2 separate regions of the Mus musculus genome follow, and region 2 is linked to region 1. A link is a contact called in public promoter capture Hi-C data. All regions are on one chromosome and are shown on one strand. Each heading gives the region's core, a stretch centred on a gene start, on an enhancer-like site or on the middle of the called end of the contact. The rest is flanking DNA. Distances are from core to core; before and after follow the strand shown.

Region 1 (3,812 bases), core at 787-3,286:
GTATTATAAAAATAAGAAACATTTCCCAAATTTGCATGCATTCTTTGTACAAGAGCAGAGTTAATCTTCTATTGTTCTAATTTTAACATGCGTGCTGTCATTGGGAGTACCCAACATAGTTTTTATTTGTTTGGTTTGTTTTTGTTAATATGTATTTTTATTTCATGTACTGCTCTCTGGCCTCCATGTATGTCTGTGTACCATGTTCTTGCCTGATACCTGTTAGCATTTTGTCTAGGCTCTGCCCCATAGTTACCTGGCAATAGCCAGGTGTGCCTGACTCACTATAAAAGGGGCTGCTTGCCCCCTCTGCTCTCTATCGCCTTCTTGCTCCCTCTCTGTCCTCTTACCCTTTTCCCCCTCTCCCCATTCCCCTTCCCCTCTCTCCATATGCTCATGGCCGGCCTCTACTCCTCTAACTTCTCTTCTCTCTCTCTGCCTTTCTCTGCCTCTACTGTCCTCTCAACTCCCTCCCCATGTCCTGAATAAACTTTAGTCCATACTATACTGTCCTGTGGCTGGTCCCTCAGGGGGAAGGGATGCCTCAGCATGGGCCCACGGAGGCACCCTCTTCCCCCATACCTAACTATACATTCACCAAACATATTCTCTCTCTCCTTTATTTTTATAAAAACAACAATGCCCATAGAGGCCAAAAGAGGGCATTGGATCCCCGAGATCTGGAGGTAGAGATAGTTGTGACTTACCACGTGGGTTCTGAGAATCAAACCCAGGTCTTGAGGAAGAACAACCATCTTTCCATCCCCTCAACATAACAATTTTTAAAAGGCAAGTATGTCTCTTCAGAAGTTTGGCTTAATTACATATAATCACTCTATTAGGGAATTTAAAAAAGAAATTCTGTAATTATATAGCCAGCAGGGGGCAACTAAATACTTGGAAAAAGCATCCGGTATAAGAAAAAAATAAAATTGGGATTGCCTGACGGTATTGCACGGTGCGAGACAGCCGACTGCCTTTGGAATGTAATTAGCACCTACTCACGCATTCACACTTTGAATTTGTGAAAATAATTGAGCACTTAAACAGACGGATTATAAAGGCCTGTCTGTGCTAGACTGCTTGGGCTGTGTTTTATTCATGTATGTGTATCTTGCTTTTACTTTATTTTATTTTTATTAAAAAAACACAGACAAGCGTCTCAAGAAACGATGGCTACAAGACAAAGCAGAATCACGGTGAGTTATTAAACCCACTTCTATACACAAATACAAAAATTCTGAGAGCAGAGCATCATCCCATGTGAGACATATCATAGAGACGGAAGTCTGTTTGCACACATCCATACACATGGTCCATGTGTGTACATGTATACTCATGCTTCGGCAGGCTGGCTGGCTCTCGGCAGCCCGAATGGGAGCCTGCCAGAGCTCTTTTCCTCATAGTTATATGCGGTTCAGTCAGGACATCAGTCAGGAGTTGGAAAGAAAATGGATTCCAGTGCACTTCTACCAAGGACTTGTCCTACTATTCTACCCAGTCACTATACAGTGGAAAGACTTTATTAGCCCATTTCCAGATATAGCAGTGAGAAACTTGGTTAGTTCTTCTTCTTCCTCCTCTTCTCCTTCTCCTTCTTCTTCTTCCTCTTCCTCCTTTTTTTTTTTTTTTACAGCCCATTTGTTTTTACCTAGCTACTTATTTGAGCATAAAACAGGCCAGAAAACAAATTACACTATACTGATTATTATAAAATGCTACTCATCCTTCAAAGGCCACTAAAGAGGACACTTTCTGTAACAAAAAGAGAGGAGAGTTAAGTTAAAATTTTTGTTGCTTGACCAGCATAACAACTATACAATCTGTATGTCATGTGACCATTCATCCGTAATTGAAATGTGACCTCTGGCTTGGCCCTTCTTAGCCCTTCAGAAACCCAGAAGTGCGCTCTCCCGTGTCATCTGGGTTATGCCTTTCTCTGTTTGGCCTCAGTTAGCATGCTAAAGTCAGGTTAGTCCTTTTCAGAAAAAGAGGTCAAGGTACTTCCATCCTGCAGTGACCAAGTCCTCCAGGTGACCTCCCACTGAGGGAGCCAAGTGCTCTGCCATCAGGGAGCTGAGCCTCCTGAACTTACAGAGAGAGCTGAGCTCTGAGCACCTGGGGAGCTGCCACAGTCACACTTTCACAAGTTTAATTTGTGAAAGTAAGTGAAGCTCTCTTCTAAGAAGACAGACTACAAAATCACATTCTAAGGCCTGACAGTACCAGAGTGCTGGGGTTGGGCTTCATATTGTGTGTATTTATAATTGATTAGTTTTCTTCAGATTCCTATATTGTAAAAATAGTAAAGATCAACTTGTTTCTGTAGGGTGCTCTAGGACTGTTCTGCTTTTTCACTACATAGTCTAAGGCTAAAGAAAATGGGGCTAGCCTGGCAGTGGTGGTGCACACCTTTAACCCTAGCACTTGGGAGGCAGGGGCAGGCAGATCTCTGTGAGGTCGAAGCTAGCCTGGTCTACAGAATGAGTTCCAGGACAGGCAGGGATATATCGAGAAACCCTGTTTCAAAAAACAAAATAAGCAAACAAGAAGATGGAGGGGGGGGGAATGGGGGGAGGAGGGAGGGGAGGAAGAAGAAGAAGAAGAAGAAGAAGAAGAAGAAGAAGAAGAAGAAGAAGAAGAAGATGATGAAGAAGAAGAAGAAACAACAACAACAACAAGAAAATGAAGATGCTATTGCTGCAAGTAGTATTGACTTCATACTTCTTACTGGTATGAAAGGGAACCATACAGTGCTAGCAAGTAGGAAGCTCTGGCTTTAATCCACAGCACCAAAAAAAAAAAAAAAAAAAAAAAAAAAACCAACCCCGTCCCTCAAGTTTTGAATTTTGGTCTTTTGCTGAACCAGTGATATGTAGCACAGTACTGGCTGGTGTTGCACAGCAACTATAGGTGAAGATAACAAAAACTCTCCATACACTGCCAAGTAAGAATGACCAGAGGATAGGCATATTAAATATACTTCCAACTTAAGGTATACCCAGTTTATCTCTACCTAAAAATAACACTAGTATTTGCTCAGGGCTAGAGACGGCTTCAGAGTGAACAGCACTTGGTATGTTAGAGAAGACTAAAAGGTCAGTTTCCAGGACCCACAACAGGGGACTCACAACGGCTTGTAAAAATAAGTCTTGGGGGAAAAAAAGGAAGTTTCTGAATCATTTCTTAATGTTCTTTAAGGAGGCTATTTTGTGTCCTTATTAACATATACTAACCACACATAGCAATGAGTTTCATTTTGATATTTTTGTTCATGTCCATAATGCAATTTGATCATATCCAACCTATCACTCTCTCTCCCTCCCTCCCACTGCGCCTACTGATTTTCCTCTGCTCAGCTTGTCCCCTTTCAACTTCAAGCCCTTTTCCCCCCTTTGCCCAGCGAGTTACTTTAAGGGTTGCTCACAGGCACACCAGCGAGGGCGCGTTTACAAGAGTGTGGGCACCTTTCCAGTGGGGACACCATGGACGAGAATATTTCTATCTTAGCAACCATTACCTACCTACTGACCACTGGCGGGGGACGGGGCAGATGGGAACTTGCAAGCTTCTGTTCTCTGATGGGCTAGTCACGTGCAGGTCTTATGTATATAATCATGGTTACTATGAGTTTAAGAGTGCTACAACCAGGTGGTGGTGGTGACGCATGCCTTTGATCCCAGCACTCAGGAGCAGAGGCAGGCAGGTCTCCTGTGCTAGTCTACAGAGCAAGTTCCAATGAGTACCAAAGCAAAGCAAAACAAAGGAAAGAAATAAAAATAAAAATAAAAAAAAGAAAGAAAAAGTTCTAC
Region 2 (3,812 bases), core at 410-2,909, 110 kb after region 1:
TCTTGCCAATGTTATAATATCTATATTTAACACTGTGTCTACAAAAGAAACTACAATACCTTGAAAGCGTTTATTGAAAATGAAGATGACTAATCCAGCTTTGTTCTAAGCGTCTTTGTAGAGGTTGCAGGGAGGTCTGGCCTAGCATGTCAGGCCTTTTGAGTTGCTGTTTTTGTTTGTTCTCATCAGAGTAGAAAGAGGAATATAAGTGTAACAAGGGACTTTTTTTTCTTGGAAAAGAAATGTTTTAAGTATATTTTTAACTTAAGATTCTTTAAGGATGATCAGATATTACCTCTACTAGTTAGTTCTTGCTGTTGGGATTTAATCTCCTTTGTTTGGAAACTCTGGGAGAGTCTACTGTCCTCTTTACAAAGTAATAACAGGGCTTCAGTTCCATTGGCTGCTGTCATTTTCAGTTCTTTGTAGAGCCAGATTTCCAGTGTATTTTTTAAAATTACAACAAAATTACTGTTATAATATGCCAGACAGTTAGAGTTGTGTCTGATCTCCGAGACCCAAATGGTATGGAAGGAAAGAACTAGTCCCTGCAAATTACCCTCTGACCTCTAAGTACGCCATGGGCTGATTGCTCCCCTCTGCATGCCCACACCAACCAACCAACCAACAAACAAATGAGTATAAAATTATAATTTAAATTCTGTGCGTCACAGTAGCTTCTATTTGTGTTTTCTGTGCATTAGGCAACAATTGAACAGCTTTCGTTAAAAGGAAATGACTATCTGTAAGTGTACAATAGACTATTCCGTGAAAATGCATAATGAGAAGGGATCATTGCTTAGTGCTCAGAAGTCCTCAGAGGCAGCTCCTAATCAGCTTGTAGTGTCACGCCTGCTGGACCCATGTCACCTGTGGCTTTCTCTTGACTTGTATTTATAGTAATGGTACTATCATATGTGCATATCTAAAATGTTTCTTTGGAAGGACTAAGTAAGTGTTCAAAGAAAAACTAGATAAACTTGATAGTTTATTTGAACAAGAGTAATTCATGTATTGGGCAGCATTTCATACCGGACAGAGGTTCCAAGAGTTCTGCTCTGCAGTATGGGGCACTGAATATTGACAGACAGAACTCACAAGTGGAGTACAAGATGAGCTTCTGGCCTCGTTTGAGCGTGGCCTGTAATTGGCTGAAGCTCAGTGGCTTTATGGTCTTGGCAGACATCTGATTTTCTGTTGCAAAATTAGACCAAGTTAAGTTCACATTCATTTATAAGCAAGTTGTTTTGTAGTTCATTCTATAGGAACTCAAATTACAGAGAGAGCCTCTGTCCAAATATCTTCAGCCTATTCAACAAGTCCTTGTGTAAAGGGGCAGTATTGCTGGAGAAGTATAAGCCAAAAAACTCTGGGTTGTAGCGTGGCCTTGATTTCTTTGAGAATCTACTAAGAGTCATGTTATGGTTTGGATATCAATGAACCCAAAGGCTCATGTGTTTTGGGCTTAGTCCCCTGGTGTTGGGGCTGTTGAGGTAACTGGATCTCTGGGGCTCTAACTTCATGAATGGAATAAGCCTTTAATAAAGCCTAGCTTCTGAATAGTCTAGTAGAAGGTAAATCTTGGTCCTGGTGTCTCCTTGGCCTCCTGGCTGCTGTGAAGTAAGCAGGTTTTGTCACATGCTGCTGTCACTAAGGTGTTCTGTCTCACTGCATGCCTAACAATAGGGCAAGCCAAAGCAAACATGGACTAAAACATCCGGGACCATGGGCCTAAACCCTTCTTTTTTCCTTTGAAATGTTGTCTGTCAGTTATTTTGCAACAGTCACCAAATGCTCCATGTGAAAGGACTGTTTAGTCGTTGTGAGTGCTCAGCATTGCCTGTGGTGTGGTTCTGGGCTGTTGCTATAGCAGGAAGACGGCAGAAGTAGTCTGTACTGTGTAGCCTATCAAATGAAAAGTAGGACACCTTCTTGTACTAGAGGTATTGTCAGTTAACTCAACTGTGAGTCTAGGGAAAGAGACAATTCTAATAGACACTAGGAAACGCTACAGGCCAGAGAAGAACCTGGGTGAAGGAGACCCAAGAAAGATGGTACCCTGGTAGGGGACTTTTTGGTGAAAGGAGCTATTTGACTTGGTGATCTTTTATATCCTAAACAGTGCTGATTTACTGTTACCTTTTTTTTGTACAGTATATATGCTGTACAGTGTATGTTGTACAGTCTTTTCTAAGTGTGCTGGACAGAAGTAAGCTCTAGAAGAAATTATTTACATGAGAATTGTCTCAGTTCTGCCAGACAGAGAAGAGCGGCTTGGGGAGAGAGTCCCATAGCATCTGGTTGGAGATGATACAGACGCTTGGGGGGAGAACTCCTCTGAACACTGCATCCTTTGTGCATCAAATTTGACTCTGTATTAGAACCACAAGTGACAAGAGGTGCGCTTGATGACTCTTTAAAAGCATGCAAAAGTAAATAAAACATGAAAGAAAAGTAGGATTTTGAAACCTATAGTATCTTAAATATTGTTAATATATTCTAATGTGCATAATTGAGAGTTTGGCAGGGTTAAGATTTCTAAATGGGGCTGGGTGGTGGTGGTGGCAGCAGCAGCGCACGCCTTTAATCGCAGCACTTGGGAGGCAGAGGCAGGCGGATTTCTGAGTTCAAGGACAGCCAGGCCTACACAGAAAAACCCTGTCTCAAAAAACAAACAAACAAGCAAACAAACAAAAAGATTTCTAAGTGGGACACCATTCTCTTTGAGATATTAAAGACATTGCTTGTGTGTCTCACTTGAATATTTTAAATTATTACTTCATCCATTTGACACGCAATCCAGTGTAATTTGCTGCTGTGAATTGTATACAAAAGGACTTTTTGATATAAAGACTGACGTGTGACATGGCTTTTGTGCCTCTTTGCACCTATATTTGTGCATCTTAGGTTCACTGTCAAATTTGTGTTGCAGTTGTATTCCCATCCTTGTTTATGGTCATTAAAAACAAAAGCAAAAGCAACTTCTTTCCTCTGATGTTCCTTGAACTTTAGGAGAGAACTCAGTATTCTAATGTTTTTACCCGGAACCTTTGTAGACTTCACACAATAATCTTATAATATAGATGCTACTCTTAGTATTTTATAGATAAGGAAATGGAGACCCTATTAAGTTTAAACCCTACTTAACTGTAAGAGGATAATGCCTTTTGTGATACCTTCTTTATTCCTTTAAAGGCAAGCACTAACTGTATGAATTAATTATAATTTTCTGATTGTCTATGGTTATTAATTTCCATTTTATGGTATGGGGAAGAGTGAAACAAGGCAAAAACAGAGGCCCTCAGATGACAGCACCACAGCTCCATAAACTTAATTTAACAATGATTTTTGAAATGCCTTTGCCCAAGGTGGGCAGGGATAGCATTATACAGGAAGTTTGGTTGTTTTATATGTAGCCCTGGAACTCACTATGTAGACCCCCTGCTTTTGCCCCTTGAGTGCTGGGATTAAAGGCATGTACCACCCACATTATTGGAAACTGAGTTTTTAAATGCTTTTCCCCCCTTAAGAAGAAATACTCTTAAGGTTATATGGACTGATGTTTTATATGAACCAAACTCAGATTTAAAGTGTGTGCATGGTAAGAAAGAAACTGAATCTTAGGGCAAAGTTCTTATAAGAATAAACCACTAAGTTTAACTTGAATGGAGTAAGATAGGGTAAGGCAAAAGTAATTTAATAAAATGAGTTCTTGGGAATTTTAAAAGTTAGGCATAAAGAGATGGTATAGGTTATTACTTTTGAGATAACAAATGATTTGTTTTTGTATGGACAGAAGTCATTGGTAGATT

What was found. Promoter capture Hi-C pulls out the DNA fragments that hold promoters and counts their contacts.
Region 2: a contact with region 1 is called in a promoter capture Hi-C map of liver. The contact joins two enhancer-like sites. A contact is called at or near these places in 4 of 39 promoter capture datasets (the C10 cell line, the HPC-7 cell line, liver and 1 more), 3 of 484 Hi-C or Micro-C datasets (the AtT-20 cell line, bone marrow-derived macrophages and liver), 1 of 115 datasets of contacts at active chromatin or transcription factors (CD8 T cells) and 3 of 9 other capture datasets (adipose tissue, liver and pancreatic islet).

Annotation. Positions count from the first base shown.
Region 1 is chr10:111,129,100-111,132,911 of GRCm38.p6, forward strand. No RefSeq gene overlaps it. Among named protein-coding and RNA genes, the nearest start is that of Osbpl8, 34 kb to the right of the region's middle. Within about 2 kb of position 2,037, at least 20 of the 459 cell types and tissues checked have an H3K27ac peak or open chromatin away from gene starts, as enhancers often do. A contact at or near this core is called in liver, where this site is marked.
Region 2 is chr10:111,243,907-111,247,718 of GRCm38.p6, forward strand. All of the region lies in intron 4 of Osbpl8 (oxysterol binding protein-like 8), which reads left to right. Among named protein-coding and RNA genes, the nearest start is that of Bbs10, 53 kb to the right of the region's middle. Within about 2 kb of position 1,660, at least 8 of the 459 cell types and tissues checked have an H3K27ac peak or open chromatin away from gene starts, as enhancers often do. A contact at or near this core is called in liver, where this site is marked.